2 separate regions of the Anas platyrhynchos genome follow, and region 2 is linked to region 1. The links are chromatin contacts, called in public Hi-C maps. All regions are on one chromosome and are shown on one strand. The core of a region is the stretch at or near the end of the contact, and the rest is flanking DNA. Distances in the headings are between cores, read along the strand shown. Region 1 holds the start of UBE2J1 (ubiquitin conjugating enzyme E2 J1). Region 2 holds the start of RNGTT (RNA guanylyltransferase and 5'-phosphatase).

The links. Hi-C and Micro-C count contacts between places; a contact is called where the count stands out from the background.
Region 2: a contact with region 1 is called in a Hi-C map of skeletal muscle, with 2.0 times the contacts expected there. The contact joins the promoter of RNGTT here to the promoter of UBE2J1 in region 1. A contact is called at or near these places in 2 of 8 Hi-C or Micro-C datasets (skeletal muscle and subcutaneous adipose tissue).

What each region holds. Positions count from the first base shown.
Region 1 is chr3:82,545,304-82,551,273 of IASCAAS_PekinDuck_T2T, reverse strand. UBE2J1 (ubiquitin conjugating enzyme E2 J1) reads right to left here and starts at 1,687. Exons shown (of 8, transcript XM_027454909.3): 1 at 1,515-1,687. The coding sequence starts at 1,545.
Region 2 is chr3:82,707,216-82,713,296 of IASCAAS_PekinDuck_T2T, reverse strand. It overlaps RNGTT (RNA guanylyltransferase and 5'-phosphatase), which reads right to left and starts at 4,160. Exons shown (of 16, transcript XM_027454920.3): 1 at 3,945-4,160. The coding sequence starts at 4,008. It overlaps LOC106014820 (a long non-coding RNA gene), which reads right to left. Exons shown (of 3, transcript XR_011808465.1): 3 at 5,572-6,081.

The DNA of each region.
Region 1 (5,970 bases), core at 438-2,937:
ATTGACAAAAGCACAGGTTTCTGCTAACAAAGTTTTCCTATTTAAACTGCTTTTCTCTAATTGTACTCATTTTTTTAAAAAACTACCATAATTGTTAAAGTACCATACTAAATGCTAAACATTGTAGGTGGTATTTGCTCTCTTTAGAACTACTGAGCAGGCAGTAGTCACCATCTGGAATCAGAGTTTGCTCAAGTCCAGAAGATTTCAACAGGCAAAGCCTCTCCTGCAGGTACAGAGCAGTTACTTTCTGTCACTGTTTGAAATGGTAAACACGGTGGATTTGTTATTAAGTATTTCAGTATGTTTACATTAATTAAAGCCACCGTAAGATTAGGGCATTCTACATTTCTATCTTCAGCCTTCGGTTGAATGGGCAAGTATAAAAATGGATATTAGAATGCACATTTAACCATAACAAATCTGTAAAACAGATAGAAAGATTAAGTAACTGCATACGCGTGTATACCTGGTTAGCAAAAAGAAGTGGTAGGCTAAGGGCAACGGCTGTGTACAACCCAGTCAACTCATTTTAAAGGCCAATAACAGTTGAAGAAACAAGATTTATTCTGAATCTTTTGGGTACTGAATACCTTTTTCCTGTATTTTTAATGAAAGACTCCAACATATTAAGTGAATATTGAAGTGTTTTACAAAACAAACTTTGTATAGACTTCATGTAGACCTTCACTGTCCATATGCCACGGAGCACATCTGACTCGGGGAAGTGGTATTGACCCACTGTATGAATCATTTGCCTGTCCCAAGCGAGGTTTGTTTGCTGTGGAGCTGCACAGGTGGCAAAAATTGATTTCAGCAAAGGGATTTTTGCCTTGAAAACCAGAGGAGCTGGTACCAGCGGAGAGGAAAAATTCTCCCCAAGGAACCCACGCGTGGGTTGTGCCCAGCTCCCACAGGCACACCACCCAGGTCACCGCCACCATCCCCAGTGACGTGGCACACCAGGGGTGGTGAGGGTGTTTGGGTGGCCTTGGCAGCTCCCACAGCCAACATGCCCAGCATGTGGGAGGCAGGGAAGGGGGCACCGAGCCTTCCCCTGGGCACAGTGCGGTGCTGGATACACGCGAGGAGAGCACCGCTCGCTCTGCGCTCCCCATCGCCCAGTTATGCAACCTGGGCGTGAGGACGAGGAGAAAGAGGAGGAGGAGGAAGAAGAGGAAGAGGGAGGGGGCAGAAGACACACTTTAGCAACAGGTCGGCCACCCGGGAGCTTGCTGTGCCAGCAAGCCTGCCATTGACACCGGCCTAGCCCCTCCCCGCCTCGCAGCGCGGCGGCAGGGCTGCGGGACGGAGCCGCCAGCACCTGCAGCGGGCAGGGGGAGCACGGGCAGAGCCCGGCCCCACAGCACCGGGCTGCTGGGCCGAGCCGAGCCGAGCCGAGCCGGGAGAGGAGATAAAGGAGAGGAGATAAAGGAGAGGAGGCGGCTGCGGCACGGCCCCAGCTCCCCCCCAAGCCCTTCGGGCGGTCCCTGCTGCGCTGCCCGCGGCCTTACCGGGGTTCTTGAGGTTGTAGCGGCCCTCCATGGCGGCGGGCAGCGCGGCGCCGGCAGCGGGGGACGAGCGACGAGGAGGAGGAGGAGGAGGAGGAGAAGGAGGGACGGGAGGAGGAGGAGGAGGAGGAGGAAGGCAGAGCCCGGCCCCGGGAAACTCCCCTGACGTGGCAGCGGCCCCGCCGTGGCCGCGGAGGGAGGCACCTGCCTCAGCAGCACCGCCCCCGGGCTGCGGCCATAGCGCCTGGTGTTTGTTTTTTTGTTGTTTTGTTTTTGTTTTTATTCCTCTGGAAGGAAGGTAGAGGGAGGTGGCATCCCTGAGGTGGCACAGGGGTGTTGAAGGAGAGGCTGGACGTGGTGCTTGGGGACACGGTCAGTGGGTGATAGTGGTGGTGGAGCAGGGGATCTCGGAGGTCTCCTCCGACCCTAATGGCTGTAAGGAGCCCGAGGACCTCATATCAAGAGCAGAGTGGTTTAAAAAACACTTCCAGCCCTCACAGGCCCCACCGACGCCTCATCCAAAAAGATTTAGCTGTAAGATTTACTATCACCACGTTTTCTTGCTTATCACACAAGGCTAAAATAGTGCCACGCACCAATTAGTTTAGGCAAGAATTACCAGTCAAAGCAAAGCTCGGCCTGATGGGCAGATCCCCCTTACCATGTCACGAGGCCAAAGGAATTTTTTTATTTGCATCTACAATTTTGGTCTCTCTGCTGCTTGGTAACAGCCACAATCCACTTGGGATAGCACTTGTAACAACTTACAGCTAAGGAAATGCATACCAAATTAAAGAGTTCGTGTTCTCAGCAGTCTCAGTTTCACTTTAATTCACTGCGAATGAAGAAACATGTCTGAGCTCTTACATGCTTGTCTTCAACAACATGAGCTTGACACCCTTGTTTCTAGTTCAGAAATTCTCCTTAATTTTGTCTAGGCCACTTTTATATCCCTTTCTTCCACGTGAAACTAATTTTTGGTGCATTTTGATGTCTTAGTTCTCTTTTCCAATTTCCTTCTTTGCTTGAACAGCAACAAAAAGCAGTTGTAAACAAAAAAAAAAAAGTTGCATACAGATGATGCAGAGAATAATACACAGTTGCACACCTCCTCATGTTCTCAGCATTGCAAAATAAGGTGTTACACTTCCCTTTCCTGTTCTATTGTGCAGTGACATTGTGGTAAGAGCAAAAAATTAAAAAAAAGTAACCTGACTCCATCTTACTGAGTAAGTGCATTTTCAAAAGGGAAATGTGAACTTCCTTTTTACAGGGGAAAACTCTACAAATAACGAGTAAATGACGTGTAGCAGAAGGGAAGGAATGGCTTTGGGATTCCCTTGTACTCCAAAAGCACCCCATGGGATATTTAACAGCCAACATGTCTCGGTGACATCTCAGCTTTTCTCATTAACAACAGCTGACACAACTTCCTGAGACAGTGAGCTGAATGCCCTGGGTGTCACGTTTGGGAACCATTTTGATCATTTCTAGCTGTTACGTCCCGTCTTTCCTCACTTGTCCGAGCCACCTTGCTGTGCAGCAGGGACTCTGGGACTCTCTGGGACTAAATCTTGCCCTGCCTCAAAGCAGCAGTAGTATTTTGCACTCAGAAATCTGGAATTCTATGTAAAAAGAATTCGGGATCTGCTTTGATAGGAAGTATTTCAAATAATGGCACAATAATGTGAATAATGGCATCAATCGAGGAGTGATACATCCTAGAGCAATATATAGAGATTATAGAGATATATACCAGAGCAATACAGAGTTCAGCTTTCTCTCCTGGGCTCTGGTTTTTGGGCTCTGGTTTTGAATCTGGCAGCGATGTAATTTCATATATTTCGAAAAGGAAGCACCTGTAGCTAACATGAAACAGGGTTTTTTAGCCAAAAATAGAAACACAGTCACTGTGACTACATAGCAGCTAAACACTATTGAAAATAAGCTGAATAGACAAACGTGAAGTAACAGAAATTCACTGACGGGTTGTATGTTTTTTCCATTTAATTAAGTGACATCACGGCCTGTTCTGGCGCTGGGCAATCACGTGAAATCCCACAGAGCCAGCAGCAGGAGACTGCTTTTATTTCCAGACATATTACACAGCTAGCAGTCTGGAATGACAGACAATGAATGCTGCCAGGTGCCACGGTTTTGAAATCCCCGATACCTGCGAGGCGGTGTTGTAACTCAGTGCACGGACAGAAATCTGGGGCTTAGCTCCCCAGCTGCTGGTGACAGACTGGGAGCAAGCAGTGCAGGGCTCTGGCACACTCAGTGTTGCCAACGCAGAGTCAGCTTCCCTCCTCTTCCTTCATGTGACCACCAATGCCCTGTCTCGGTTTGGGTTTGTGTTTTCACCTCCCTTTTGTTTAGGCTTTTGCTTGGAGGGGCCATTTTGTTCTGGAACATTTTTTCTTAAAACAAAACGCCAAATATAGTAGCAAAACTGCAGTCGAATCCCACGCGCTAACAGCACTTCGCATAAGGCAGCTTGTATATCCTGTCAGATGATCTAACTTGGTGAAAAATTAAACATGCTCAGCTGAAGCGTATGGAAACTGAAAGTTTGCCTGACCACTGCTACGACAAATATTTCCATATTTAATACTGCGCTAAATCCTTGCAGACAGATTTTATACAACCCTCACCAAACCGGTTGCAGAACAGCTAGAATAATCAGCTTTGACAAGTCAATATATTAAAAACTGCTTGGCTTCAGTAAATCCTTACAGTGAGGCACGCCCTCAGTTTGACAAAAGAACCGCCACTGATTTCTAAGATGTATTTAATTTCTAGTTTCTAAGAAAAATGTTTTTGCTCATGTTTCTAAGTACTTTTCTGCAGCTGTGAAGTACTGAACTGTTTTTCTTTTGGAAGAAAGATGCTGAGATGACCACCTAGCTTCAGAGCAAAGGAACATACCCTTCTGTTGCAAAAGATGCTACAGCATTAACGACAATCATAACACATGATAAAAGGCATAGTTCTTCAAATGCACCCATTCTTACCCTGAAAGAAAGAGCGTAAATGTGGGCAGAATCAACCTGGATAACTGCAGATGATGGATGAACATTTCTGAGACTACCAGAGGCTCGTTGAATGGACAGTGGAGAGAACCAGGAACATCTATAGCTCAGTTAATCCGACCAGAAACAGATGTTAGATGTTGATCCAGTGAGTAACACGTTAAAAGTTAATGGAACCGGGGTTCTTTGCATTACACAAAGGAGGCTTAGGCAGCCTAATGCTATAGTTAGGTATTTTCACATGTATGCATAGCTGTATATGATATATATAGCTCCCTATATCTGATACAAATGCATTTCCCTTCAGTTTAGAAGAATTACAAACATTTAACTTATTTTTAACAGTAGGACTCCTGCTGAACTAACGTTAAAGGGCCAAGAAGAGAGTTCAGCAACTTGGGATGGGGATCACAAAGTTCTGCATGCGGAGTTGGGGGAAGATGGACTCCAAGAAGTGTGAGTTACTCCTGATGTCTCTCTCTGTTGTAGTTTCTTGTAGATCTTAGGGAATTAACTGGCTAATATGGCGTTAAACTATTATTCATTTATCTGTGCAGGCCATGTAACTGTGTGAGGTAAGCTATATTTCAAAGGCGTATACTGCACATTAATTGAATGTTTAAAGCCAGTTCGTAGTGGTTTTTATATGCTTTGTATGCTACCTCATAAATTCAGCTACAAATCATTTCTTCTAAAGAAAGCCTGAGATCACAGAGGAAAATACAATAGTCCTTTGTGTGAAGCATTCATACCCTTCTTTCACAAACTCTCAAAATGTAGACTAGTTTGCTTCATTTATAATGCTACCCCTTCGATGCAGACAGTTGGCTGCAGAATCAAACACTAATGGAATTAAGGAATATAATATTCCTGTGTCTGCCTTAACAGTGGGAACTGCTATGACTCACTTGGAGGAGAAATCATCATTGTGCTCCTTGATGACTAATACAGCCTTAGCTTTGTGCTCCTTGATGACTAATACAGCCTTAGCTTTTAAATCCTTTCCGTGAATTCGGACCTGGTAAATCGGGATACCAGTGCACCTCCTCCTCGCTGATAAAACGAGCGTAGCGTTGTGTAACAAAGTGCCCTGTAATAATTGCACAGATGCACTGAACTTCTCAGGAAAGCAATTACTGCCTTTTCATCGAGCCTAGTTCTAAAACAACTATCTCACAAAACTGGTGGCTTTGCCAACTGATTTTTAATTAGTGTTATTTCAGAAACGGAACAAAGAGAATGAGGGGAGAATTTACCAGATCACTGTAAGCACTCAGGCAAGCAAATGCCTGATGAGGATCATCAGTGACGAGTTTGTGGAGTATCTTACAGTAGCCAGAGACATCAAAATGAAGATGAGACATCAAAATAAAGGCACGCTGATTGCGTTATCACCTTTTTGTTCCCCTGAAGAACGAGATGTATCA
Region 2 (6,081 bases), core at 2,911-5,410, 160 kb before region 1:
AACTCGGCAGAGTTAAAAATATGAAAAATAAATGTTAAATGCCAGTTTAACAGGGGAGCCCAAGGTAGCAGCACACCTACCTCCTGCTGCAGCGCCCAGGAACCCAGGCAGTGGCAAGCTGCAGAAAAAGGACTTAAATTCATGGAAAGAAAGGGGCCTGGCATAGCTGCCCAGCTGCAGCCAGGGGAGCGACACAGGCAGGGAGCAAAGCTGGGGGAACCTCAGTGTTTTCTGCACATGGGAAGTGCAAAACAAATGATTGCCCCAGAATTTTCATCCCTTTTCTCCTTTTTTTTTTTTTTAATAGAACTGTTTCAAAAACGCAGCCTTTCTAACAACAGAGCAAATGCAAGCATGTAATTGTATCACACAGAAGAGCAGCAGAGGCTTTTTACTGCAGGAAGAGCCCCAGACACATGTCTTTCTAGGAAAGAAATCGCCACTAGATCCTGAGCTTGTGGAAATACATTTCCCACTTCCAGCAAAGTGAAACCACAAGGAATGAAAAGACACTAATCCACCCATTGCATTCAGCTAGAAAGAGATGTTTTTCTTCCATTTTTACAAGGATCAGTGAGAAAGAAGCTCACTATCTTTGTAAAAATGGAAGAAAAGCATCCCATGCTCACTGAACAAACGTGCAGGTGTCTGCTGAGAGCTTTTCCTTTATGCAACATATCCACAGGGATCTCTGTAGTCTTAAATTCCATCAGAACATCTCATCCATTTGCACGTAAGCATCTAGCTTTTTAGGAAAGAGTCATTAAAAATGAGGAGATGGGCAGTTACGGAAAGGAAACTGCGGCGCTCCACACAACTTGCTAGCTCATTTCTGACGGTGACCAGCAACACGAGCAATTCCCTCACTGTCATGCTTGTCCGAGACCACTCCAACCTGCAGAGCTTCAGGAAAAGTTATTCACACAGTCAACAAACGCATTAGATGGTAATAAATTTCCAGCCTCTTCAACTCACTGGACTATCACAAAAATCCCTCCCATCGCCCTACTTCCCTCTGCCTTTCCACTCCACTAGCAGCACATCCCGCTCTGCGAAAGCGAGGGCTTTGGGCTGTGGGTTTTTTTGGTTTTGTTTTTAAAAAAATCACAGTTCTCAGCAATACCAACTTACATTCTGCCTTTGAAGTAAGCAGGAATGTAAATTCTGAAGATACTGCTATTTTTTTTTTCCGAATTGCTATTGCTACACACGTAGAAACAATCTTCAATACGATCTCATACAATATTCTTCCAGTGACAGAAAACCAAAGTATCTTAACAGGCAAATTTGGTATTTTTTGATCTTTGTACAGCAGCTTGAAAATCCTCCTTCCTAGCACACAGATAAGCCCCTCTCAGTGTCATTAAGCTGCAGAAAATCTAAGCTCTAATGCAAGGAAAAAAATCTAAACTTTCCTAGTAATATGGGAACTGTAAGGCAGTAGCTACAGTTTCTGCTACAGATCACACTAAAGAAGAGTTGCAAACAGTTACTACTTCAACACTCCTTCAGCCTTCATGCATAAGGATTAGAAAATTAAATAAGCAATTCCTTATATATTGAACGAGATGAACTGACAGTAGCAAGGTAATACCTTACACGAACATCAAAGCACCCAAAATCATTAGTGTAACTAAACTAAACTACAATAATAAATTATAATTCCTTGATTGAATTCTCACACTTCAAAACATAACCAGAACCCTGACTTACCTTACCACCTACTACCACGATTAATTTCAAATTTGGCAAATAGTTTTGGAAAGTGGATATTAAAGACCATTTTCCAAATCAGAGCTGCCTGTGTGAAAGATTGAAGATTAGTATTTTATTTTTTTTTTTACCTGTTTTTAATCCTAAATAAATCTAAACATAAGTCAGTATGTCAGACATACTGTGTGGACATCAAGTGGATAACTCTGAGAGAAATCAAAGTGAATAATTTAAGAATTCAAATTTCCTGAATACACATTCACGTTTAGACACATTTTTCATCTTTTCTTAAAGGTTTTATCTAGAGCATGCCAGTGAAAAAGCTACCCGTAACGTAGCCTAATTTTTTGTGACATGAAGCTATTAATTCAGAACGTGGCAGGAGCCACGAATAATTTATGACCACGGTTATGTTTAGACTGAACATTGATTAGGAAGGTTAAACACAAGGGAAAGTGACCAAGGTTCAGCAAGGGGAACTTCAGTAAGATGAAATAGTAAAATCTGCAATAAAAAAAAAAAAAAAGTAAGTCTTATGCCTCAAGAACAACTACAGTGGGTCAAAGCACCCACTACACTTTGTATCTCATCACCAAATCAGGTCAATAACAGATGCCTAGGAAAGAATATAAAACAACCACAACCCATCAGCAGATCACAAGTGGATAGATGAGCAGCTTTCTGAACCTGAGGTGTAATCTCCACATGTAACAGAGATTTTTTTAATAATAACTGGCAGTTCTGCAACTAATGGGAACCAATTAGACATTGCCAAAACGCTTCTCATGTCTGTTCCTTAATATCTTGCTCACACTCTCTATGGCAGAGAGAAAACAGACCTGACTTTGGGGGCCACACAGGGCAGGCACCTGCAAAGACAGAGATGTGAAGGCTGAAGCAACCCTAACTTCAGTTCTGAGTTCAGAGAAAGCTTTTTGTCAAGTGACTGAGCTGCTGCCACAATACAGCATGGCATGAAAATGTTCCATAAAATCGGTGGCAGCAGAACGCCACCACTTAAAGAAGTAAACTGGACAACAGAGGGAGGCATAGACCCACTCGCTTCATTCAGAAGGAACCTACATGAACCCCATCTTGGCCAGCAGAAGAGCTCCAGACCTCACTAGCTCTTGTAATAGAGATCACCTAAAAATTATAGATGCCACAGTCATAAGACAAGAGGGGAATGATCAAACACTTGATGAATATCAGGTCCTCAGAAGCCAGACAAACCTTGCTGAGCAACATCACGACTATTATACCGTCTAATTGGAAGCCATGCACAGATGCGTACAGATTTGTTTGAAATGCTGATTAAAACTGGAATATAAAACATCTGGCAGACAATTTTAAAATTCATTCTTGTTGCTTATGCACCACTAAAATAGTAAGATGTGTTTGAATGTGCAGTAACAGAAGAGCAGAGAAGACTGATGGTATACTATGACTTTTGATTAAGTTGCACACACACAAAAAACACACTAAAAATTAAGTGAACTAATATAAGAATGTATTGTGATAAAGAAGCCAAAGAAATGAACTTTTTATGTGTGTGTGTGCAGTAATTCTTTGTGTACGACCACAGTGAGCAGGAAAGTTACCTCGCAGCTACTGAATGAGCAAAGACACAGGCAGTCACTGCACAGCAGATGCCATGCTGATGGACCACGTTCTGGCTTAATGGATGCCAAATTTTTGGAGCAGCCACGGCTTAAGAAACAAACAAAACCGACAACTCCTAGAGATCAAGAGCTTGCTGAGAAGAAAGGGAGTAAAGATTCGTTAGTCTATTTTTGTCACGGTCAAAGGTTGACAACTCACAGTACCATAATTATTACTAGATAGAAGGCAATACAGCGATCAGAGGAAAAAAAAGGGGGAGATAAGGGAGATAAGAAGATAACAGTGTTATTTAATAAAGCCGAGCTTGGAGAAATACGAAGAACTTGAGGGAAACCAGTGACACTAGATGAGGCACTAAAACGCTCATAAATCCCAAATAAAGCATGTTCCTGGCGAGACTGAGCCTACTGGGGGGTCCGACTGGGTTTGGGATAAGCCTACAAGCAGCTGTCAGCGGCAACAAGAAGGGCAGGTGCTGGGGCGGCAGGGCCGAGCTGTGAGGTCGCTGCCACCCCCTCCCCACGGCCTCCCCGAGGGGTCCGGGCCCTGTGGCGAGGCCGAGGGGCCGGGGGGGGGGGGGTCCCAAAAGGGCCGGGCCGGGCGCTCACCTGCCACGGGCTGCCCCCTCCTGGGGCAGTGGAGCCAGCGCGGCGGGATCTTGTTGTAGGACATGGCGGGGGCAGGGGGTCGGGGACGGGGATGGGGTCGGGGTTAGGGGGCGGTGGGTGCCGGGTGCCGGGTGCGGGCCCGCGGCGCTCAGCGGCGCCCCCGGCCCCGGGCCCGCGGCGCCTTCATTCAGAGCCGGCCCCGCCTCGGCCCCGGCGCCGCTTCCGCTTCCGGGGGTGGCCGTGAGGGGAGAGGGGGGAGCCGGTCCCGAGGGCCCCGCAGGGATCCCTCAGGGCTGGTCTGCCCGCTAAAGTTGTAATAAAAGCACGCCTCGGTCAGCTTTCACCCCACACGGGATAATAAAGAGATGTATCAGTCCGCCTTAACCCCAAAAATAACAATAAAATGACATATCACTCCCCCTTAACTCCAAAAATAATAGTAAAATACACATCAGTCTCCCTTAGCTTCAAAAATAATAGTAATAAAAAGGCATATCAGTCTCCACTTCAAAAATAATAATAAAAGACATACTGGTCACCCTTCACTCTGAAAATGATAATAAATAGACATACCAGTCTCGCTTAGTTCCAGAAATAATAATAAAAGACATAGTGGTCACCCCTAACTCTGAAAATGGTGATAAATAGACATACCGGCCTCCCTTAGCTCCAAAAATAATAATAAAAAGGCACACTGGGGCTGGAGGTTCCCTGTGGAGAGTGGGGGATGTGTTGCGCCCAGTGGCCAGCCCAGGGCTGCTTGGTCCACGAAAGAGACATGGCCAAGACAAGATCACCGACATGGCCAGGATCAGCCCCACAAAGGGGATGTGATAAACTGTCCCCAGCTCCTCCAGCAGGGCTGTGGGGACGGGGAGGAACAGCCTGCAGCGGCTCTCCTGGCAATGTGTGGGCACGGCTCGTGCAACACAAGCTGGAGCGCCAGCAAAGGCTGTCGTGTGTGCAGAAAGGCTTGCGTGGGCTTCAGGGGAGGCCGGGCATGTTGTTGGAAAGAAAAGGGAAATGAGGGTTGCCAAAGCAGGATGCACCAGGCCAGGAAATGTCCTGAGCTGCACGCAAATGGAGCATCGGGGAAACGGGAGGTGCCGCTGCACCAGGCCTTCAGGCACGGCCAGAAAGATCACGCCTGTGACTATGTGCACATAACAAGAGCTATGTTTCTGCACAAACACCAGCAAAACCTCCCCGTGGCCATAAAGCAGTCTGCTTACATCCTCAAACAAACAAACAAAAAGCCATTTAAGGTGGTTTCAGTGAAGCATAACTTATTTTCCATTAAATACATTTCAGTGCTTCATACATGTTTCCTGCTGCATTTTAGTACTCTAGATTTGATTAGATAGAGTTTCTTCCCTACAATATCCTCTCATTGAGGATAATTTACAAACTCTCCCTTGAGTTAAATCGAGTAATTGAGGTATCAGTGAATTAGTTTGTGTAGCAGTCACTATGTTCTCATGCTATGTTACAAGTTTCTGAATTTGTTATTAATATATATAACTATATATTAATCTTATAATTCTTGTCAGAATTGAAACAGCCTCGCTGCACTGAAAGACCATTGGTCTGAACTTTTGGGTAGACCTGTGCGGTGTCAAGAGTTGGACTTGATGATCCTTAAGGGTCCCTTCCAACTCAGGATATTCTATGATTCTATGACCATTTATTTCTATTATTTTCCTTAACAGTTCAACACACGTCCATTAAAACATTCCTGCGTGATGCTTGAAATCAGATGTTGATTTTCCCTGTGCAGAACAAGCAGCAGTCAGGCACCAGGTGGTGCCAGAGACCAGCCGGAACAGAAAGCGAAACGAGTGCAGGGAGCGTTCAAGAAGCCAAGAGCAACCAACCCCAAGTGTCCCAGTTTCTGCTTTCAGTACACTACCGTCACCAGCACGTCAAAATTAGGAACGAAACCATTTTCAGAGGTGCAGAGTAGTACAAAAATATCTCATGAATGAGCAATAATCTATTCTCATCATCTAGCTGTAAGGTTCTGATACGGTTTTTAAAACAGCTGCAGAGAGCAAAGCTACTTTCATGTAAAGAGGTGTAGTTAAACTGGGAGTATATGTACATGTTTTTATTCAGCAACGCACAAGGCAAATAAAAT